7 separate regions of the Mus musculus genome follow, and all the other regions are linked to region 6. The links are chromatin contacts, called in public promoter capture Hi-C maps. All regions are on one chromosome and are shown on one strand. The core of a region is the stretch at or near the end of the contact, and the rest is flanking DNA. Distances in the headings are between cores, read along the strand shown.

The links. Promoter capture Hi-C pulls out the DNA fragments that hold promoters and counts their contacts.
Region 1: a promoter capture Hi-C map of pre-B cells shows a contact between it and region 6. The contact joins the promoter of Syncrip here to the promoter of Tmed3 in region 6. A contact is called at or near these places in 11 of 39 promoter capture datasets (the C10 cell line, cranial neural crest, embryonic stem cells and 6 more), 1 of 484 Hi-C or Micro-C datasets (CD4 T cells) and 2 of 115 datasets of contacts at active chromatin or transcription factors (astrocytes and embryonic forebrain).
Region 2: a promoter capture Hi-C map of pre-B cells shows a contact between it and region 6. The contact joins the promoter of Snx14 here to the promoter of Tmed3 in region 6. A contact is called at or near these places in 6 of 39 promoter capture datasets (the C10 cell line, cranial neural crest, hippocampal neurons and 2 more), 1 of 484 Hi-C or Micro-C datasets (B cells), 2 of 115 datasets of contacts at active chromatin or transcription factors (large pre-B cells and pro-B cells) and 1 of 9 other capture datasets (liver).
Region 3: a promoter capture Hi-C map of liver shows a contact between it and region 6, with 5 times the contacts expected there. The contact joins the promoter of Nt5e here to the promoter of Tmed3 in region 6. A contact is called at or near these places in 2 of 39 promoter capture datasets (hippocampal neurons and liver) and 1 of 115 datasets of contacts at active chromatin or transcription factors (astrocytes).
Region 4: a promoter capture Hi-C map of erythroid cells shows a contact between it and region 6, with 4 times the contacts expected there. The contact joins the promoter of Zic1 here to the promoter of Tmed3 in region 6. A contact is called at or near these places in 3 of 39 promoter capture datasets (embryonic stem cells, erythroid cells and frontonasal cranial neural crest), 1 of 115 datasets of contacts at active chromatin or transcription factors (astrocytes) and 1 of 9 other capture datasets (embryonic stem cells).
Region 5: a promoter capture Hi-C map of erythroid cells shows a contact between it and region 6, with 4 times the contacts expected there. The contact joins the promoter of Tbx18 here to the promoter of Tmed3 in region 6. A contact is called at or near these places in 3 of 39 promoter capture datasets (cranial neural crest, embryonic stem cells and erythroid cells) and 2 of 115 datasets of contacts at active chromatin or transcription factors (astrocytes and embryonic stem cells).
Region 7: a promoter capture Hi-C map of liver shows a contact between it and region 6, with 2.2 times the contacts expected there. The contact joins the enhancer-like site here to the promoter of Tmed3 in region 6. A contact is called at or near these places in 5 of 39 promoter capture datasets (cranial neural crest, embryonic stem cells, liver and 1 more) and 1 of 115 datasets of contacts at active chromatin or transcription factors (astrocytes).

What each region holds. Positions count from the first base shown.
Region 1 is chr9:88,481,025-88,484,331 of GRCm38.p6, forward strand. It overlaps Syncrip (synaptotagmin binding, cytoplasmic RNA interacting protein), which reads right to left and starts at 1,373. Exons shown (of 11, transcript NM_019666.2): 1 at 1,032-1,373.
Region 2 is chr9:88,437,463-88,440,819 of GRCm38.p6, forward strand. It overlaps Snx14 (sorting nexin 14), which reads right to left and starts at 1,467. Exons shown (of 29, transcript NM_001359958.2): 1 at 1,206-1,467. The coding sequence starts at 1,345.
Region 3 is chr9:88,326,315-88,329,254 of GRCm38.p6, forward strand. It overlaps Nt5e (5' nucleotidase, ecto), which reads left to right and starts at 1,295. Exons shown (of 9, transcript NM_011851.4): 1 at 1,295-1,716. The coding sequence starts at 1,372.
Region 4 is chr9:91,364,499-91,367,483 of GRCm38.p6, forward strand. It overlaps Zic1 (zinc finger protein of the cerebellum 1), which reads right to left and starts at 1,270. Exons shown (of 3, transcript NM_009573.4): 1 at 1-1,270. The coding sequence starts at 519. It also overlaps a transcript of Zic4 not described here.
Region 5 is chr9:87,729,573-87,732,808 of GRCm38.p6, forward strand. Tbx18 (T-box18) reads right to left here and starts at 1,688. Exons shown (of 8, transcript NM_023814.4): 1 at 963-1,688; 2 at 1-93. The coding sequence starts at 1,272.
Region 6 is chr9:89,703,370-89,706,355 of GRCm38.p6, forward strand. Tmed3 (transmembrane p24 trafficking protein 3) reads right to left here and starts at 1,674. Exons shown (of 3, transcript NM_025360.2): 1 at 1,377-1,674. The coding sequence starts at 1,556.
Region 7 is chr9:88,359,506-88,362,802 of GRCm38.p6, forward strand. The region is part of intron 3 of Nt5e (5' nucleotidase, ecto); the gene reads left to right. Among named protein-coding and RNA genes, the nearest start is that of Nt5e, 34 kb to the left of the region's middle. Within about 2 kb of position 1,831, at least 67 of the 459 cell types and tissues checked have an H3K27ac peak or open chromatin away from gene starts, as enhancers often do. A contact at or near this core is called in astrocytes and liver, where this site is marked.

The DNA.
Region 1 (3,307 bases), core at 123-2,622, 1.2 Mb before region 6:
ATGAAGCCCAATCAGCACAGCGACCGGCCCAGCCTGCCACATGCAGCAGTTCCAAAACGGAGAATAAGGTGTGTGAAGCAAGCAACGCTGGGCTTGTCTCTCTCCAAGGTAAACCAGAAAGTGCGCTTTTCCCGCCTGCCGCTTATAGATCAGTAACAACAGCCAGCGAAGAACAAAGCGCTCACACAAGCCACCTTCCCACCACCCAATTCCTCCACCCTTCACCCCCACACCCCAAAGCCCGCCCCCGACTCCGCACCCGGAGCGGCAGCCTCGCCACTGCGGCCGCCAGGAACCCATTAGAAACACGTGCTCTGCGCCTTCAAATGTCCTACAACTTCCTTCAACGGAAACCCACCGAGTACCGGGCCAAGACGGTCATCACCGCCTCCCAACATCAACCCGCAGTCGCGGTGCGAGCCCCCTGAACCGTGCAACCGCACCATCTCGCCCCTCAACACTGAGGCCGCCGCGGCGCCAGGCCACGGGCTTTCCCCGCCCCCCAGCGCTGCCGTCTCCGCCGTGACACATGGCTCTCCGCCCCGGGCGCTCCCGGGCGCCCGCGACCCCCAGCCTCCCGCACCCCTCGGTGCAGTGGCTGCGGCGCCGAGGCCGACAGCCCGCGCGGGGAGGGCGTTCCGCCGCCAAGCACACGCCCGCGGGAGCCGAGCACCGCCCAAGCCCGCCGGCCGGTCGCGGGACAGCACCCCGCGCCTCTCCGCCCACTCCCGCGCCGCCGGCCACGACAGCACCAAGTCCGCCGCTCGCGCTCCGCGCGGGCCATCGGGCTGTCGAGGCGCCTCCTCCCGGAGCGCCGCAGACAAAGCCCAGCCGCGGCTGCACATGGGGAGAGGAGGAAGTGGCGGCGCGGCCGCGGCCTACTCTCCGGCAGCCCCGGCCAACGTGCTCTTCTCTCCCCCTTGGAATCCATTTTCCAGAAAAGCCGGTTTCTCCCCGCGCCGCCCTCCCCCAAGCACCCTCCACAATGTCACGGAGCTCCCCTCCCGGACCCGGGGGCCCGCGGTCGTTACCTCCCCGCGGGGCTGGGGCCGAGGAATCCTGTCCGACCGGGTCGGCTGGCGGGGAACGCGTGCTCGCTGCTCCCTGTGTCCGGCGCGAGTGGAGCTGTTGTAAAATGGCGGCCGAAGCTCACGCCGCTGGCAGCAAACCCGATCCAGTTCCACTCGCCTCCGAGCGCGCTCCCGGTGCGCGCGCGCCCCCGCGTGACCCCCCTTCCCTCCCCTCCCTGGCGCGTCCGCTTCTCTCCCTCACTCCCTCAGCTCAGCCCCTGCCCTCCGACAGCTCCTCCTTCTCCCCTCGCCACCTCCGCCGGCCGCTAGCCGCCCTGTCCTCTCAGCCTTCGTCCTTCCTTCCCTGCACCTCCTCCCCCAGCTTCCCCACTCCCGTCCGCGGCCGCTCACACACGAGTGGCCGCCCTTCTTCCTCTCTGGCTCTCTCTGGCTTCACGCCCTCCCTCGCTAGCTCTCTCTCGGCCCCGTCCCCAGTCCCTGCCGAGTCGCTCTTTCTCTCTCCCGCGCTGACGTGACGACGCAGACGACGCCGCGGGACGCGCGCCCGCGAGCCCCGCCTCTCGCCCCGCCCCTAACTCCCGGTCGGGGGGGGGGGAGAGACCCCGCCCTTCCGCCGCGGCGACAGCGAGGGGCCGAGTGAATGAGAGACCCGCCCTCTGTGCGGACACTCCCTCTCGCTCCGCGGGCGGGGCCGCCGGCTCGGCGTGTCCCACTCGTTCTTTGTCAGGAGACAAGCATATCCCCACCCCGCCCTCCCCGCCCCCCACCGCCCCACCGCCGGCCTGGGCTCCGAGGGTGCCCGACGTTGGCTGCCCGCTCTGCCGGGGCTGGGGCTGTCGCCGCCGCGGCCGCCCCGCGCCCTGGGCGCTGGAGAAGCTGCAGGCGCACGTGTCCCCCGGGGCGGGGCGAGGCGAGGCAGACAATGGGGCTGCGGGGGAGGGGAGCTGCACGGGGAACGGCGGAGCTCGGGGCCACCCGGTGGCGGGGCTGGAGTTCGGGAGTCACCCCGGGGAGCCCCGGCTTCCGCTGCTAGACAATGGGGTATCCCGCGGCCCGGCGCGCGCCGTCCTCCGCTTCCACGAATACCCTGGGCGGAGGGAGGGGCGCCGCGGGTTTGCGAGGAAATCCCTGTGCCTCCGGCTCGGGGATGACAGGGAGGCCAGATTTGGAAGCTTAACCGACCCGGTGGTGTTGGATTGTGCAATATTCCGTTTCTGTCCCTGGCCTTTTAAGCAGTTAAGTGCTCCTCCTGGCACACTTTGAACAACTTGAAGCAGCACAAAGCTGCGTGATTAGGACTACTGTGAGGGAAATGTGTTTCTTTTCAAGCATCTTGGCAATTAAATGTTATGTGAAGTGACATTTCCTTTGTAACCATTTACTATGGACAAGAAAGACAAGACAAAGGCGTTTGTATCTCAGGCGATATGGATACTAATTTTATCCAGAGCGACTGTAATGAAAAATGGCATTATCCTCTTTGAAAAAAAAAACAAAAAACTACAATTAGAAAGCTACTTGTTCTTCCAAATGAGCTTTATGCTATGATAAGCCAGTAAGTAGTCCAAGGAAACTTAGATAAACACTCTTCAAAGTGCCTAGACACATAAAATTGAGCTTTTTTTCTGTTGACAGGTGGATCAAGTAGGAAATATTTCTGAAGTACTGCTATCCAAAACCTGCTTAATAAGGCTTTGCCTATCCACCGCCTACATCCCATACTACCAAACATATCCTTGCTATGGTATTTAATTAATTCAGCAAGATATTATAGTTAGTACCACAAAAGTCTGGATAATGATAGCATTGAAAAAACAACCAAAGTGGTAATAGAAAGACCGTAGGTTAAACAAGGTGGAGAAAGTTTGATACTTACAGTTCTTATTTAATGAGCCCTGAATAGAAAAGTGCCCCTCCCTAGGCAATGTCAAGAATTCTCGAATTGAAACCTCTCCTCTCCAACTCTGACCTAAATTCCTTTCATGTTTTAGACCCTTTTTTTCCCCTTGCATATTTTAAAAGATTTAATTATCTGTATGTGTGTGTCAGCATGTGAGTATGAGCATGTGAGTGCAGGTGCCCACAGAGGCAATGGATCCCACTGGAGCTGGAGTTACACGCAGTTAAGAACCAAACTTGGGTCCTCTTAAAAGAGCAGTAAGCCCCCTTAACTGCTGAGGCACGTCTCCAGCCCCCATACTTTTTTGGTTTTTTGGGTTTTTTTTGTTTTTTTTAAGGATTTCTGATAACTCCTGTGTTTCAAAAGAACCTGAGCA
Region 2 (3,357 bases), core at 217-2,716, 1.3 Mb before region 6:
GCATAATACCAATTCATAGTACAGATCACATATCACATTACATTCTATGACTTCCTACTTTGGTGACCTCAGAATTGCTAGTTCAATCTGTCCCCAACACATGGCTGATGCACCTTAGAGAAGAATTATACTTTAGTCAGTTTCCATCGAAGAAAGTTGAGGACAAAACTCACATCCTATAGTTTACATTTTGCTCGGCTTTGCTAGTCCAGCTTGAAACACCTTTCAGAGGACAGAACTGTATTAAGTAACTAGTAATGTCTGCTGTTAAAGGAACTCACTTCTCCCACAGCCCTACAATCAAGCACCTCATCATCACAAGCCGGGCACTTTTTCTGTAAGACAGTAATTCATAGTAATTACTATCTGTTAATCTATCGCTTAAGCCCCAATTCTACAAAGCCACCAAGATGGCAGAAACGAGAGAGAGAGAGAGAGAGAGAGAGAGAGAGCGAGAAATGAAGGAAAACAACAAAACTGTTGTCAGAATCACAGGAAATAGCCTTAGTGAAACTACTAAGTCAAATCTCTTGTGTATGTTTCTCACTGTTATTCTTGCAAATGAATTACTTCAAAATAAAAGGCGACTGCTTGTTCAAAACAGAGAAAAGAATGTGACGATGTTTTTAAGTACACATCTTTTCTACTATCACTGCACCCATACTACTTCTGGAAATATAAAACACAACAAGCTTCAGGGGCGGAGACTTCTGACCTCAAAATGTCAATTTAACTACAGATCTTGAAAAAAAAGAAAAACCAGAATATTGTAGAGTTGCGATGGGTACTACACTGCTTTCTGACTTTGGGTCAAAAACCAGTATTTTAAAGAGACGAAATTGTGGTTGCAAAGGTGTGTGCCGGTGTGAGGGCGTACTGTTGCGAGAGAAGGCTTCCCCAAGAGGAGAGGCTGCGACAGAACCTTGAAGCCACCTCCCTCCGATCACCTTTACTGAACTGAGGTGGCATTACAGATTGTAATTGTAAAACAGACGATAAAGGCTCGTCATTGAGAAATGGTCAAAAAGGAGAGGTTGAGAGCCAGGTAACCACGAAGGCTGCGTGGTCCCGGGCCCGCACCCGTCCGCATATCCGGGAGCAACCTGGGCCGCCCTTCCCGAGACCGCGGTGCAGAGTGCGCTCCTGCCCGCCGCCCAGCAGCCTGCGGGCTCTCGAGCGGCCGCCGCGGGGCCAACAGCAGGTACCTGTTGAGGAGCAGCGAGGCGACGCTGAGGCAGAGCAGCAGAAAGCAGAACAGCGGATACTGACGGCAAATCTCGCGCCCCACGTCCAGCCGCAGCCGCTGCTTCAGCCTCCCGCAGATCGTCCGCACCCAAGACCCCATCTCAGTCCACGCAGGGGAGGACGTGCCGCCCTCAGAGGCAGAGGCGGAGGGCACCCCCAAACCCCGGCGGCGGAGCCACATTGCCACCCACCACCCAGCTTCACAGCTAGACTCAGCCGCACAAGGCCCCGCCCCGCAACCCTCGCCGCGCGTGCGCAACCAACGCCCCAACCACACGCAAGGCCGCCCCAAGGCCGCCGCCACCATCCCGCGGGAGGACTGGGGAGCGCTCGGACTGACGTTCTGGCGCGGCCACCCACTTTCCTTATCCGGAAGTCCAGGGAAACCTAGAATGCAGACTGGCAGAAGAGTGTGGGAAAGCTAATTGCACAGCAGCCGCGTGCGGCTCCTGGAGCCCTCTGGGAAATGTAGTCCATACAGCGGACCCTGCCGCCTCAACCTCTCGGATTCTCGTTGCCACACCTAAGGGAGAGGAGGAAAGGACGCCTTCAAGTCCGCTTTTTAAAAGGGGATCAAGCTGGGGCGTATGACAACCTACCCGCCCGCCACCCACCCGCAATCCACCTCCGAAAGAAAGTCATGTTAGCCACGTAACCAACAACGAGGGAGTCACCTCACCCCGCGATCTTAACCATAACCCAGCGTGTGACGACAGCAGGCTTGGAATCTGGATAGTCCCTTTTAGAATTTCATTCAGCATTTTGTAGGAGCTAAAACTCAGGCATGTAAAGCGTTTGAATTTACCCTACAAACATTACCCTTAGAGCGTAAGCTATTCTAGTTTCAACTACAGCATAATCACATCGCTGAGACAAGCAAGATCCTGCTCGGGATCGCTTCTTAGCGAAAACAGAATTTCATGCTATTCTGACACTGGCAGTTTCCATCAAGCCACCTCTCTCCCCTAGACAGGGAAACAGAACTCCTTGTTTTCTCAAGTGTATGTGCAGCTTCATTAATATTTTCAATATTCTGAAAAGGTGGGTGATCCTTAGTGGCTCATTTCCTTTACAGGATGTACCATCCTTTCTTCCCATTACAGCTGTTAGAAATTCAGGTCTTTGTCCTTAAATTTACATGTATTCCTAATTTCTTCAGAACCAACTTTAATACAACGTGTACCAAAGAACATTAAATACACACTAGCAGTATCTTTAGATGACAGTAACATTTCCACTCATGAAGTGTGCATCTGTCACCAAATTCTTTATATATATATATTCTTTATATACTCATGTGAAGTTTCAAGGTACACACTTAACATTCACTTTTGTAATTTTACACTGTTAACTCCACAAAGAGCACGGTAAATCCCAACAGGGATCAGTAGTCTGGACACAGCAAATACACACTCTCAAACAAATCACAGGACCAAAGGGCTGTAACCCAGTAATAATGTTTACCAAACGTGTAGGGTTTGATACCGAGATTTGCAAAATAGCCTTCCCTTACTGAAATAGACTGGGGCTAATAATGAAATAGAAACCGTTTGGATTAAGTGTATGTTAATCTTCATGCACCGTAAAATGCCTAGTGTGAATCTAAGTGATTTAAACTGGTTAGTCATTTGTCTTGCATTTTGTATTGCTTTGCTTCTAAGTTTCTGAACTTGTTAACCAAGATAGTGTACCTTTAATAGATTGTTTTTCATTTCTGCTCAAATTAGACACCTTTGAAACATTTGTCTAATTCCTTTGCAGAACTTAAAATGAACTAGGCAATTTGTCTATATTGGTTTTAGAGTGAATTTCTTCCCTAACAGGATTTTTGGTTGTAATGAGGACTTAACTGTCTCATAAATTGTTATCAGTGCACAACTTAACTAAATATCTTTCCACAAGACCCCACTGCTATGACTTCACCCATGAAAATTAACTTCTAAATGTTTCTTCACTCTTAAAGTTTACTATCCACTTTACACTTATGAAGTTTTCTAACTTATATTAAGCTCCCTAGAACAGCTATGACATTTCCTCAATCGATCCTGTTTATGAAATTCTGCCAGGCAATGATGGTACACGCCTTTGATCCCATCAATGGAGGGCAGGAGC
Region 3 (2,940 bases), core at 45-2,544, 1.4 Mb before region 6:
ACCAGACTGTTTTCCTGCCGGGACTCCCAAGAACTGTAATTATAGGTGATTGCCACCGTGTTGTGTGGGAGTCACTGTTTAATGAGTTTACAATGCAATCTTGGAAAGATAAAAATGTTCTGGGAAATGAATGATGGCAAATATCTGTAAACTTAGGACAGTACGCGGTAATGCACATCCTGTATATATGATGTATATTTTATTGCAATTGAAAAGCAACTTGGTTGTGGGTGAGATAGGGCCTCACTATGTACCCCATACTTTCAACTCTCAACTCAGTCTCCTGAGTGCTAGGATTACAGGTATGCCCCAATGTAGTGTGTGTGTGTGTGTGTGTGTGTGTGTGTGTGTGTGTGTAACAATGCAGACCTGGTGCATTCTGGAATTGTGTGGGCATTAGATAACTTCTATAATGACCAGAACACACGGGAACCTCACCAATACTCTTTCCTTTCTCAGAACTACTAGCGTGTTGACTATACTTCATTCAAACACAGGGGTTAATCCATTAGACAGGGAATTTGTGCTGTGGCGATTTATATTTAATGATTTGTTCATAACAAATATGGATCCCCACTATTACTGCTAAAAGCTTTACACAAACACACACACACACACACACACACACAAACACACACACACACAAACACACACACACCACAAAAGGTAAGGGAGGAGCGCCCCAGAGTAGCTGTCAGGTTTACCCGCTAGGATCCGCCTTAGCTTTCAGAGCTGGCCCTATGCCACCGCTGAGGGTCCCAAAGATTGCTTTGCTCCTGAGATTCCAGCTCGAATACGTGGAGCGGTTGCGTCCTCAAACCTAAGTAGCGTCTCGGCCGGTGTGTCCCGGTCCCACCGAAGCAACCTTCCAGCGCACCTCTCAGGCGGGCTCTGGACCCCTCTCACTCCCACGTTTGTCTTCCTTTCCTTCCCCCCCCCACCCCCCCCGCCCCAGCCCCTTCTTTTTCGGCGACCGAGCCACCGAGCAACACAAGCCGCTGTACACTCTTCTGGAGAAATCGGTGTAATAGAGAGTGAGGATCCGGAACGCTGCCCCTGCAGTTGTCACCGCCGCCCGCCCGGGGACTGCGGCACCCAGCCTCTCGGACCTGCTCGCTCACCAGGCGAACAACCTCCTCTCTGTTCCCTGCGGGCTGCGTGTGCTGGGCCAGAGGCTCCCGGGTGCCTCGGGTGCCAGGGTCGCATCGGGTGACTCGGGGAGTGTGTCTGCAAGCGGGAGGGCCTGGGGCTGGAAGAGGCGGGTCTGTCCCCGCCCCGCCCTCCTCTACTCCGCAGTTTAGTAGAGGCCCCGGTGGCCGGTGCTCACTGGGCTCAGGGCCAGTCCACCCGCTCAACGCGCTCTAGCCAGCCATGCGTCCCGCGGCCGCTAAGGTACCCAAGTGGCTGCTTCTCGCACTGAGCGCTCTACTACCACAGTGGCCCGCAGCCAGTGCCTGGGAGCTCACGATCCTGCACACAAACGACGTGCACAGCCGGCTAGAGCAGACCAGCGATGACTCCACCAAGTGCCTCAACGCCAGCCTGTGTGTGGGCGGCGTGGCCCGGCTCTTTACCAAGGTGCAGCAGATCCGCAAGGAAGAACCCAACGTGCTGTTTTTGGATGCCGGAGACCAGTACCAGGGCACCATCTGGTTCACCGTTTACAAAGGCCTTGAAGTGGCACACTTCATGAACATCCTGGGCTACGATGCTATGGTAAGGAGAAAGTTCCCGGGGTAGGAGTCCCAGACCCAGAGAGAGAAAGGCTGGAGAACTCGCTAGTGGTCTGATAGTGCTCAGAGATGTACAGGTGGAACTCGACCCAGGCCACCTAAGGATTCATTCACTAAGTGAGGGCGTCTCTTAGATTATTTTCTTAAACTGATGTTATTGGGGTCCCGTAGCGAACTGAGACAATTAGAAGAGGGACCCTACTGCCTACAGGTGCTTCAGCTCGAGCACTGAAAATTATCAAGGGCTGGAGACCCATCCCAGTCTCCTCCACCTCTCCCATCTGCTCTGTCTTCCAAACAATTCTTCATCCTTACTTTACTGAAAGGAAATCGGGTCAAAAATTATTCAGGTCACCAGCCCCCAAGGAGGAAAACACATCCGATTGGCTCTGAAGTCCGAGCACAATGAGCTCACCTCCTTAGGTCGATTTACAGGTCAGTTACTTTTCTGTGACCTTATACTAGTTATTTATTAGACCTCGGTGGCCAAATCTGCTATGAAATGCGAAGAAGAATGTTGACCTCAAAGCACTGTTGTGCACATAATATAATAATATAATCTCTGTAACTGTTAGTTCTTGTTGCTCCCAGGCACTGCCTCAAAAGAGCAAGTTAAAAAAAAAAAAGTCAGAGAGAACCCAAACGCGGAAAAGCTGGGATTTCAGGGGCTCAATAAAAACCGATTGGCTGTAGAGATTCCGAAAGAGCCTAACTGGAGAGATAAGGGGGCTGGGGATGCAGCTCCATTGTTAGAGTACTTTCTTAGAATTCCAAAGGCCCTGGATTTGATCCCTGGCATCGCCCAAACTAGGCTTGCAGGGCAATCCTGGTAAAGGTTGAAAGATCCAAAGTTCAGAGTCATCCTTGGTTACAAAAGAGAGGCCAGCCTAGCATGAGAGAGAGAGAGAGAGAGAGAGAGAGAGAGAGAGAGAGAGAGAGAGAGAGAGAGAGAGATTAGTCCTCACTTCCCAACACTCTGTTGGAGGTGATGCCTTGCTTGTTGAGAAGGGATAAAGAATAATCAAATAAAACATAACTGAGATGTAACTGAGACGTAAAAATTAATTGAGCCACCACTCACATTCAACCCAGTGTGGATGCCTCCGGTAAAAGATTCTGCCCTGTTCTGGGGAAAAAATCAGAGACAACAACAACAATCATAAGGGCTTAGCAAGAGAAATAGCAGGGCGAGTTCTCAGAACTCTGT
Region 4 (2,985 bases), core at 20-2,519, 1.7 Mb after region 6:
TGGGTACATGTCCCCGGAGAAACCTAGCCGCATCTGCCCGTTAACCACGTTGGGCGAAGCGTGGCCAGCCGCCTGCTCGTGAAGCCCAGAAAAAAGGAGGTGGCCCGCGGCGTCCGTATGGCCGTGTGGGCCCCCAAAGCCGCCGGCCGAAGCAGCGAAGAGACTGTGCTGGGCGCTAGCTGCCGCCGCCGCGTCGCCGAAGCCCCGGTTGCGGAACAGAAAGTCCCGGGTAGAATTGAAAGCAGCGCTGGAGTAGGAGCCGACGTGGCCGGGGTGGTGATGGTGGCCCAGGGCCGCAGCAGCGGCGTAGCCCGGAGCCTGCGACGTGAAGGCTGTCTGGCCAGCCGAGGCCAGTTCGTGCGAACTGGGGTTGAGCTTGAAGGCGCCCATGCCGTCGGCGAACGGGTTGATACCCAGGCCCACGTCTCTCTCGGCCACGTCGCCCGCCGAGTGGTGCCGGGATGCACCAAAGGTGGTCACACCAATCGCGGGATACTGGGGTCCGGCGTCCAGGAGCATCGTGGCTGCACGGGGCAAGCCCCGGCCTCCCCCGCCCCCCCCCACCCTCGCCCGCCAAGGAGGGAAGATCAGGAGGAGGAGGAACGGGAGGCGGAGGAAGAGGAGGAAGAAGAGGAGGAGGGAGGGGGAGTCGACCCACCTAACGAAGTCTCAGCCAGCAGGCAACGGCCAGGCGCTAGCCGGCACCCGCCCGGCCAAAGGCAGGCAAGAGAGATGACTGCCGGCCGGTAGAAGGCGGGCTCCAGCGCCAGCCGCTCGAACCGCGCGGGCCGGGCTCTCACTTTCTCGCCGCTCAGTCTCTGCCGAGAGGGCCTCGAATCAAGGCTGCCCGGGGAAAGGCATAGAACATCTCAGCCCCCCAATAAAACTTCTTCCCGGATTTGTGGCATAGAGGAATGTGAACGCCAGAGCCGCCACTGCTCGCCCTGTCTCCTCGCGCAGCGCGCCCCTCCTCACTTCTCCACTAGTCTCAGTCTCTCTCTCTCTCACTCTCTCTCTCTCTCTCTCTCTCTCTCTCTCTCTCTCTCTTCTCTCTCTCTCTCTCTCTCTCTCTCTCTCTCTCTCAGGCTCTCCTCCTCGATCCTTCAACTCTCCCTTTTTCCCCCTCTCTGCTTTTTGAAAAAAAAAAAAAAAGGAGGGGGAGAAAAAAGAAAAGAAAAGGCGCAAATCATGCACAATATTGTCTTTTGCGGTTTATCTTCCTGGGGAGAAACTTTCACCTCCTCAGCCGGGCGGTGAGCGCGAGACTGATAGCAGCAATCATTCCTGCAGATAAATGAATTGAAAGGACGACACCGTCGTCGTCCCCCCCCCCCCCTGATGAATGGGAGCAGGGGGAGGGGTCACGTGCGACCGACGCGGGCGAGGATTGGTGAGGCGGCAATCCCCCCACACACCCCGCCCGGGGCCGCCGCGCCAACGAAGGGCGCGCGGTGGCGCCGCGCGCTGCTCATTGGCCCGCCCGCCTCATCAATCCCAGGTATTGTAAAGCGCTTGACATCCCCTTTTGACTAACAGGGCTGCCAGGAGTAGCAACTTTTTTTTCCCCCCTAGCAAATTTTTTCCCCCTCTTCTCACGGAAGGAAAAAAATGCCACGATTTCTTTTCCCTCTCATCTTCTCTTCTCTTCTCTTCTCTTCTCTTCTCCTCTCCTCTCTCTCTCTCTCTCTCTCTCTCTCTCTCTCTCTCTCTCTCTCTCTCTCTCTCTCTCTCTCTCTCCCTCCTCTCCCTGTCTCTCCCCCTCTCCTTACCTTCCTCCCTCCCTCCCTCATTCCCTCCCTCCCCTTCCTCGCTGCCTCCTACCCCTCCTTCTCTAGGTTTTGCTTCTTGTTCTATGTTCTCCCCCCTCCCCGCCACACACTTTCCTCTCCCTCCTTCTAATGTCCCCCTTTCTCCCCTCCCTCTGTTTCTTTCCCTCCCCACTCCCCTCCCCCCTTGCCTCCCCATCCCTGAGCCACTCTCCTTCAAACCTCTGCAGAGCGTTTAAAGACTGGAGACCCCCGGCGTCTCCGAGAGCAGCAGTTGGGGGGGGACCAGCCGAGAAACACCCCAAAGGCACTTCCAGAATGTCCGGACTCAGCAACTTTCTTTTCTCCCTCCCTCCCCTTCTCCACCCTCCCCCCCCCCCCCCCCCCCCCGGGCAGCAAAGGAAGCTTTTGTTATTTGCTTCTTTTGAAGTTTGCTTCCTTTTTGACGGGCCTCTCTCCTGTTTATAATTTAAGATTCGGGAGCGCGAGGGCAAGCTCTTTCCTAGAAACGTGATTTCTTGGTGTCTTTCACAGCCTCAGTTTTGCAGACTTCCTTCCTGCATGCCCACTCACCCCCAAACACAGGTGGATGGATCTCTTAAACTTTTCCTGGTTCCTGAGGTTTGTCGGATTGGGTTTTGTTTTCTGTTTTTAATGGCAGTTTGGAAACCTTGTTGCCGATCTCCCTCTCCCCTCATTTTTTTTTCCTTTTTTTTCCCCTCCGGTCTGGTCCGTTGTGTGGCTTGCTCCCACCCCCAACTCGCTCACTCTGCCCTCCCATTCCCATCCCAGTCCCTTTCATTCAGGTAAAACTGTAAATTTCCCAACGCGCCATTGTTCCTCTGGATCTCCCAAAGCTCCCTAGAGATCCCGGAATACTTTTTTGGTATTTAAATCCCCGGTAGATAGGACCAATGTAAATTTTGTGACATTCAAACCTTTTCCAGTTCACAAATCAGTCACCCTTGTCACAGTTATTGAAATTCCGCAACTTGCCACAACAAGACGGTGGAAAAAGCGGGCGCGGTCTTTGTTGCCAACCAGGCTTTTGATCGCCAGAGAAAATTTACTTACCTTCAGATGAGTGAGCAGAAAAAGAAATAACACTCCCTTTGATTTAGTTAGGAAAATGCAGACATTTGGATTCCGTGCAAACATACAACACTCGCTTGTTTTCGCGATGCGGCCCTCGATTAACCTGTCTTTGCCCAGCGCAAAG
Region 5 (3,236 bases), core at 438-2,937, 2.0 Mb before region 6:
GTCGTGCCAAGCCAGGTACGGGAGACCCTTTCGGGGAGCCTCCCGGGGATGCCAACGGGGAGGCGCCCTGCAGGAAGCCATCCTCACAGCTGCCTGGACAGCAGAGGGTAGAGACGGGGAAGCAGTGAGGGGGCGATCCGGCCTTGAGGATCATCTCAGGGCCAGGCCCTAGGACAGCTGCCCGCAGTCCTGCCGCGCGGGGCGATCGGAGTTGCCTTGAGGCCTTTAGGGTCCCACCGAGTTCCTATGTCCCAGAGCCAGGCCCGCAAACTCCCCATGCGCCCCGCCTTGTGGGCCTGAGACCTGTCCCCGAGCTCACTGTCCCTGGGCGCAGATCTCACTGCGGCCGCTGCCGGGATCTGCTCCGGTCACCCCTTCCTCCCTCCGCCCCAGGAGGCCGCCGGGCCTCTGGGCCTCGCGCGAGGCACTTTCTGAGAACTTCCCCAAACCCCGCTCCAGGCAATCCTCCGGGCTGCTGGCTCTCCGGGCCCCGCAGCACAGCGGATAGAAGAGAGCTAAAAGCCCGCCCCGAGGCGCCCTGGGCTCCGGAGGAGTAGCGCTCCGCGTTCAGAAGGGCAGAGAGTGTGGGCGAGCTCGCCGCCGCCTCCCCGGTTGGCGCACCCAACTTCTGGGCGTCCGAGCCCTTTTCCGCGCTTTTAGCCCGCGCCCTCCCGCACGCGCCCCGGGGGCCCCTAAAACTTAGAGAAGTGAAAAGCAGCGGCAGCCCTGGGCTCGAACCCTCCCGGCGCAGAGGCGAGGACGGCGGCAGCCCGCCGAGCCGGGCAGAGAGCCGCGGATGGACGGTGTGCGGGGCCGACGGCTCAACGCCTGCCCCCGGGGCTCGGCGGCGGAGGCCCGGGAGGAGCGGGCGCTAGCGCTGCCTCACCGAAGCTCAGGTTCGCGGGAGCCGGGCGGAGACGCACCGGGAAGCCGCTGGGGCAGGAAGGGATCGATCGACTCACCCGCCGCTCCGCGGGAGCCACAGCTCCGCTCCGCGTCCGCGCAGCTCCGCGCTGGCCCGGACGCCGCCCCGGCTGCCGGCGGCGGGGCAGCCGCTTCTTCGTCGGCCTCCGAGCAGCCGTGCTCCCCCGCGCCTCCGCTACGGCTGCAGCCTGCGTCTTCCACCGCCCCCGCCGCCTCTTCCGTGGCCAGCTTTCTCCGCTTCTTTTGAAGCTGTTGCTGCTTCTCGGCGCCGATCAGTGCCTCCACAGAGAAGGCGTGCGCCTTGAGGCTTAGCATGCTGCACGGTGAGCCCCTCCGCTTCTCCGCCATCCCCGCCTCCCCGAGCCCGCTCGCCCCTCTCTCATATACTCGCGGCTGGGGCGCACGCACGCGCTCGCCCTCCTGGCCCCCCACCAAACGCTCCGCAGCTCCCGATGCCTCCCGAGATCTGTCCCCTTCCTAGCTGCGGGCAAAAACAAATTTGCCGTTTCCTCTTTCTCTGGCGTTGGGATCCGAGGAAGCAGGAACGCGGCCGCCAAGTTTCCTTCCCTCTGTCTCTCCCTCGAGTTCAATGATGCACTTCTTGACTCCCAAACCCTCCACCTCCTCCTGCTGCTCCAAGATCTGCCTCGACTGATGAGCCCGAGAGGACTAACACGGGGAAAAAAAAAACACTCTGCGGACACAAATTAGGGATTGTAATTGAAATTTGTTGCCTTGATCTGTCAGCACTTCAAGGCAGGAGAGCGGTGGGAAGAACTTGCTCATTAGTGTCAATAAAGCGGCGGGGGAGGGTCCTATGGAGCTGTCCATCACCGAAACGGTTTACCAATCAGGAGAATCTAACTCCGCTCAGCCCGCGCCCACTTCCTTACAAGGTCGGAAAATCTCAGACCGAAAAGCGCCGCCATCTGGCTCGTCTCTGCCAGTCTCTAGAAAGCTGAACCCTCTTTTGCTGACACCCGCCAACCCAGTCGCTTCTCAGGCTTTTCTTATCAGGACCAGGAAAGGCTGAGCCTCAGGGTTTAACCGAGAAAAGAGATCCGTAACTAGTAGTATAGAGGATCTTTCAAGGACCCTTAAATCTCCGGTCTCTCATCCCTGTCCATGGGGCTAAGAAGTACATTTGGAGGAGGCAGGAACTTACAGCCAACAGTTTGTTGTTTCTCACTTAAACATTCCTGCATCTATTGATGCCCACTGTATGGAGAGAATGACCACGGGCTTGAATCTTACTCCGAAGATTTTTTTCTTACGTGAGATGAGTTTACGCATATTTGATATTTTTTAGATTTAAAAATTAATCATTGTAATATCTCTCAGACCTTCATATAACCGATTCAGGAAAGGTGTCTCCTTTTATTTAGGACTAATTATTTTAAAACGTAGGTCCTGGGATTTTAATTCTGTTTGTCTTTAATGATATAGGTTTAACTTCAAAACTTCACAAAGTAAACCATGTTTTATGAATTTCTGTATGTTTTTTGAAAGTTCTGTATGTTAAAAGTAGCTTCGTATTCATATTGGTTTTTTTTTTTAATCGGCGTGTTTCTTTAAAATAAATTCAAAAGAAAGCAGAACTCTAGAATTGAACGATCGCAAACATGTATGTGCAGTTCTGTTGTTTAAACTCAACATTTTCTTAGGATTAACAGGATGTGGGTTTGATGGGGATAATAAAAAAAATCACTTGTAGAATAAAATTCACTATGTGCACAAATCTTTAGTATAAAATAGGCCAGGGACGATTCGTTTTGTTTCATTTTGCTTTGCCTCCTTTATTCGATGTTCATTTAAACACTGCAGTCCTAGCTTTCTTCTGGCTTCTCCTCGGCATTCAGGAAAATGGCCTCTGAAAGTACCATCAACCCCGGAAGGAGGGTTTTGTTTTTAAATCATAGATAGAGAAACCTGCAGTTCCTTCAGGACTGGAGTGCTGGGAAGAAATTGAACCAAGCAGCGAGTGCCTAGAGGCGCCTGCAAGGCCTGGGCCAGAAAGGACTTGGTAATATCTTTGCTGTGGATGCAGATTTTTAAATGCCTGAAAAATGCGTTCAATTGGAAGACATTGTTTTATTTGGGGCACTGGGAGCCGGTGTAGCCTACTGGCTTGAAGCTGTCTGGAGAAGCTCTCGCAGACTCATCAGAGTGTAGGGTGATGTGGTATCCTGAATAAGTTCAACCCGGTTAGTGAAGTTTGGCCTAAAGCGGGAGCCAACCAGAAAGCTTGAAGAGGCAGCCTGGAAAGTTCTGGGTTAGTAGGGAGAGTCTAGGACGAAGTCTGTAGAGTTTAA
Region 6 (2,986 bases), core at 424-2,923:
GGTAGGGGTAGGGGCTAATCACATGGTATCCAGAGTCAGGAAGCAGAGAAATGAACGATAGCATTCAGCTGGTTTCCTCCTTTTTATTCAGCCTGGTGAATGATGGTACTCCCACTTAGGGTGGCTCTTCCCACTGCAATCTAATCTAGAAAGCCCTTTACATTCTCAGAGGCTTGTCTCTTTGGTGGTTATAGATTTCCCCCCACTGATGGGGCATGCCTACCCTCAACGGCTTCTGGAGCCTCACTAGCCACATCAAGAATGCTGGGGTGGGGGGGGCGGTTGTTGTTGTTGTTCTTGTTTGTTTTGTTTTGTTTTGTTTTGTTTCTTCGAGACAGGGTTTCCCTGTATAGTCCTGGCTGTCCTGGAACTCTGTAAACCAGGCTGACCTCGAACTCAGAGATCCACCAGCCTCTGCCTCCCAAGTGCTGGGATTAAAGTCCTGCGCCACCACTGCCCAGCCAAGAATATTGTTCTTATTCTTAGGCTGCCTGTGCTGAGGCAGGCACACACACACACACACACACACACACACACTGTATGTCGTCCATAGATGTGAGAGCAGTCTCATCAGTGACTCCACCATACATGGAATTGTCAGCAGAAGCAACCTTCAGAGCGTCTACCATAGAAGGGCTTACTCATTGTACACAACTGGGGTGCCTGTGTCACCTCATTTCTAGAGGTCTTGCTTTATGGTGGTCATTCATCCCTCTGACCCTATGCCTACTCATTAACCCTAGGGGATAGAGCCTTTACCAAAGCAACTGTTAGCTATGAGATCTGTCCATGGAGACCAAAGTGCAGGACCTAACTTTGTTGAGCCATATGGTAAGCAGAGAGGCAAGCCACATAGCCACACCACTGGGGAGGGAGTGTGTGTGACTGTCCTTAAGTATACACTGGCAGGGTTCGAAGTCTGCACTGAACCCTCCTTTCAAAAAAAAAAAACCCTTCATCACTCCAACTATGTCACCCCAAACTCCAGCTGTAAAGGATGCAGCTGACTTCAGCACCAGCAAGACACCCAGCCCAAAGTGACAGTTGGGTCAGACTGCCACCCAGTGGGTGTCCAGCTAATTAATACTGATGTTCCTGGAGGTACCTGGGAGAGGTCATTCTGGTCAATTCTGCAGGGGGCGACAGGGGGCGGTAACAGGCCCCCCATCCTGAGCGCTCACCTGTAGCCTGCCTAACTCCCCAGTGCCCCTGGCCCACTTCGGGAGGGCTCTGGCAGATACAAACGTTTCTTCTCAGGGAGAAGTCAACCGGTCTGGGGTTGTTATCCCCGACCCCCTCAGCCTTTGGTGGCTAATCTTGGCCGCTCCGGATGGCGGCGCACCAGTAGCCCCAGTGAGACGCGGCTAGGGCCGCACCTGGTAATCCAGAGAGAACTTCACGCCCTGCTCCACCTCTTCGTGGAAGCACTGCTTGGCGTTGTCCGGCAGCTCGAAGGTGAGCTCAGCGCTCCGCAGTGGCTCGGCCCGGAGCAGGAGCAGAAGCAGCAGCTGTAGCAGCATCTGGAAGGATGAAGCGTGCGGAGCCTCGTGGACCATGATGCTCCGGGCCTAGTCCTCTCTAGGCTCCCGCGCAGCGACAGCAGGGACAGCAGGGAGAGGGGAGGGGCCCCCTGAAGAGACGTGGCGCGAGCTCAGCACAGCGGTTCCGGGTGGCGGCCACTCCGCGCGCAGCCGCACACCAGAGAGGTGGGCGGGGAACCTTTCCGCCCGCTGCGCAAGCGCATCACTGAGTTTAGGCGCTATTGTATTTGATGCGGCTCTTGGACTCGGGTACTTCTCAGTGCGTCCCTTCAACTCGGAAACCGTTGGGCTTCTAGTCTGTTTCTGACTTGCTGTCACTTAGTGTCTGCCACGTCTCCGGAGAAATCCCGGACGTAATGAACACATTCAGTAGTTAGGAGGACTCGATGGACTAGAAAGGAACCGCAGGGAAGGGAGGCGACGGATCCTCCACTCCCCCCTCCTACCTAAGGTGAAGAAGTGTTCAACAAAGTAAACCCCATGGCTACACTGGGGGAAAACAGGTTTTCTTGCACACAGACTCCCTTCTGGAAATAAAAGCATCTAAAGGATTTCAATTATGTTTTCGCATTCGGGTCACATTGAAAATTTTTTCAGAGAGAATCTGCCATCCCCTTTAACTTCTAAAAGTGTTGAAAGACAAGTTGATTTATTGTCTTATTCATGACAACTGCCCTAAGAAGGATATATATGATTTTATGTTCACCATAGTCCATAAACAAAGAGACATTACATGTTATAATATTTGCTGATACATAAACACTTACTGTCAGTAGAACATTATTAGATATGGTGAATCTTAATTTTAACAAAGAATTTCACTACTCATATATACTACCACATAGATAAAATTGGCATACACTACCACTGGCCATACTGGATCCTGTATCAAGGAGCTAATGTGCATGAAAGCAGCACCCATAATATAATTATTAATAAAATGTACTATCTCTGTGCTAGATTAGATGTGAAAGAGGTGTTGAGCTGTGTGCCTTGGGGCTCCTTCCCTGCTTGTCCTATTTAACATTGACTTATATTTCTTATTTTCAATTATGTGTATGCACATGTGTGTATATGAGTATGTATATATGAATGCAGGTCTCCAAAGAGGCCAGAGGCTTTGGATCCCCTGGAGCTAGAATTGCAGGCAGTTGTCACTCATTTGATAAGGCTTTTGGGACCCAAACTGGGGTCCTCTAGAAGTATTCTTAACCAGTGAGCCATCTCTCCTCCAACTCTTAACATTTTTAATGAAGAGTATTTGAAGATGTGAAAGTTATAATCATCTAACTGGAAAATCAAGTGAAGAAAAACAAAACAAAACAAAACAAAACAAAACTGAAGTTCCCACAAGTTAAAGATGAAGCGCTACATTTAAGTTCCAGGTGGTGGGGATGGGGGTTGGGAGGGTGGGGGAGGGAGGGGGAATCTGCAGTGGTTCAAAA
Region 7 (3,297 bases), core at 581-3,080, 1.3 Mb before region 6:
TCTCAGACAAGGCTGAGACTTGGTCCTTGGCAGACAGCTTCAGAACTCCACTCTTGGGCCCCCATGTCCCATCCCACTCTTGGACCCTTCTAGTTCCTAGAGCTTCCTCACTGTGTGTTTCTTTTGAAGCCAGCCTTCAGAAGTGCTGAAACTTCACGTATCCTGACCAGTCTGGCTGCTTTCATATTCTTCTCTTGTTAGCCTGGGTGGCTAACACATGCGGCGCGGGTGTGCAGTATTGCTAAATGGATGTTACTAAGTACAGAATTTTTTTTTTTTGAGGCAGTGTCTCGCTGTGTGGACCAGGCTGGCTTCAGACACACCTCTGTCTTCAGATCCACCTGCCTCTGCCTCCCAAGTGCTATCATTAAAGGCGTGCACCAGTAAGCTGGAGTTTATACAACTCTTTTAAAATATTTGACTGGTCAGATTTTAAAAACAAATTACTTTATTTCCAGTATGATTGATTCTAGACCTAAGCACACATTTACTAAGTATGAACTTCACATTATCCATATATTTAAGGAACAGCAATTATGTTAAGACTACAGAATTAAAATTTGTGGGAATTCACAAAATAAATTATAGAGCAGCTGAACTAAAACTGCTATGTGTTCTTTACCTAGGACAGGGTTAGAAGACTCACTGCTGTATTAGAGTAACAAGGAAAGAGAGAAGCCACTACCCGTAGTCCTTTCAGTCAGTGTGGTATGTGCTCCCTGCCGCACCTTTTTAAAGATCAGGTTCTATACCTGGCCTAGAAGTTGCTAGATTGCCAAGGATGACTTTGAACTTGTGTCCTTGTGCTTCCATCTCCTGGATGCTGGGGTTTCAGGCACGTGCCACCACATCTAGCTTGAGAGCTGGTTCTCTCTCTACTGTGGGCTCCTGGGATAGAACTCTGGCTTGTATCTCAAGCATTCTCCCCACTGGGCCATCTCACCAACGCAAGAAACTTATTTTAAGGTAATTAGTTGGTATGTATATATTTTTACCATTTATCTTAGACAAAAGTAAATTTGCATATTAGTAAGATAGATTTGCTTATTTTTATGTAGAAACTTAAGTCTTAGCTGAATATTTGATACTTCAGCATCTTCAGTGCTTTTTCAGAGTTGATCAATACTGTCACTGCCAGTGTGACCACACATGTGCAGCGCGAAGTGCACATATGTGCTCAGAACCAAGGCTACCGTGAAGTCTTAAGTTCCAGGACAGCCAGGGCTATACAGAGAAACCCTGTCTCAAAAAAAAAAAAAAAAAAAAAAAAAAGGAAAAAGAAAAAGAAAAAAGATGCAGTGTGTGGTAATTACTCTGAGATGAAAATCCATCCCGGGCAGGGGTAGGGTGTTTGGTCACTGTATGATCAGTAGCCTGCCATTCAGTCACAATACTCTCCCTTATGACTGTGGGTCATGACCCACAGTTTTAAAAGATAGGTTTCAAGGCGGATGTGGCACAGGCCAGTAATTCAAGCACCTGAGAGGTAGAAGCAGAAACAAAAAAACAAAAAAACAAAAAAAAAAAAAAAAAAAAAAAACAGGGCCAAGCATAGTGATAAACACTTTTAATCCCAGAACTTGGGAAGCAGAAGCAGGCAACTGTCCGAGGCCAGCCTGGTCTACAATATAGTGACCATCCAGAAATAAACACTGAGACCCCCTAACCCTCTGCCCCAGCACACACACGCACGCACGCACGCACGCACGCATACATACACAAGCCCCACGAAAAGAAAGCTGGGCTTTGGATAATCGTGCCTTTCCAAAACAACCCTAACATTTGTCACATGCACAGGACAGAGAGTCACTCTCCAAGGAACTGTTTCCAGGCGCTTGATAAGAACTGGTGACATTCAGGGTTTCCTGTGTACACTGGAGAACCAGCCAAAGGGCAGAGGTCTGACCAGTGGCCTTGGCAGTGATCTCTCTGGGTGTTTCTTGGGTCAGACAAGGACTTTCCTCATCCCAGTGACCACTTGATCTCGTCCTTTTACATAGGCTCTGCCCGGCTCAGCTTCAGCACCGCGTCCTTTAGAGCAAAGCCACATTTTGCACGCACACAGCAGTAGTTCGTGGAAGCTAGTCTTCAAATGGTTGCTTTCCAAGATGAAACGAGTCTATTGAAAAGCCCAGCTCTGAAGTTGGGATCCAATCCCAAGTAGAGTTGTTATAAGGGAAGTTGGTCAACTCCTGAGAACTCACGGGCCCCGGGCCCCTAGTACTGAGCTTCTCACAGGCTGGAAGCTTGTGCTGCCTTAGCTCTGCTGGTTGGAGGTCTTTACGTGCAGGAATTCATTTTTCTTTCACTGGAATCTGGCTTGAGATTGTGAAAAGGGCTTGATACTCTTCCAGGCTCAGTCTGTTCCCTGGTTCAGTCAGTACTAACAGTTTATTTACATCATCTCTTTGAGCCCAAGCTTGCATTAACAAAAAGTGATAGTGGTGTAGCTTCCTCTAAATAAATAAATAAATAAAATCATGGGGATTAAGAGAGGTAAAAATCTGAGCAGAAGTAGGCTTGGAAATACATGTCCAAGAAAAATAACTCAGTACAGCAGAAAGTAATAAATGTTTAGTTCTTTGGCTGGAAAGCAAGGAACAGTGTGGAAAATGTGAAGGTCTGGATTGTCCCCCCCCCCCCCCCCCCCCCGCTGGTGGTTTTATGGGGTTGCCAAATGTATGGGGAGTGAGTGGGGGGAGGGGGGTGATGGGAACTCAGCCTGGGTGGGGGAGGAGATTAGCAGCCAGACCCACTTTTACCTCAGCCACAAAGGAAGCTGCTGTTCCTGACTAGGTCTTTGTGAGATAACCTTGATGTATCTTTTGTTCTCAGAAAAGGAACATCAAGACCTTTTTGAACTAGAGAGTAGGTGCTCCCTGCCAGAGTGCATGCTGAGCTAATTGGGGCATCTGACAGGGATGGCAGGTTCCTAACTTCTAACATTCTGTTTAAGCTATTGCCGTGGAAGGAAGGAAAAAAAAATAAAAATAAAAAAATAAAAAGACCCAAGGCTAGAAGTCTGGCTTGCCACTCCCTTTAATTTCCAAGAAAGTGCCGAATGCCAGATTTCTGCAATTTGTTAATCTTTTTTCCACTTGGCTGGGGTATTCTCTGCCACGCTATGGACAGCTAGGGGAATTGCAGCTTTCCAAACACTGCCCAGAAGAGGATGTCTTGGCAAAGCAAGGTAGAGGCTTCCCTACACATCTTATCCCCTGCAGTGAAGGGCAAGCCTGTCCCTGCCTGAGAAAGCACGGTCACCCTAGGAACAGCTCAGTCATCCCTCCTTGGTCC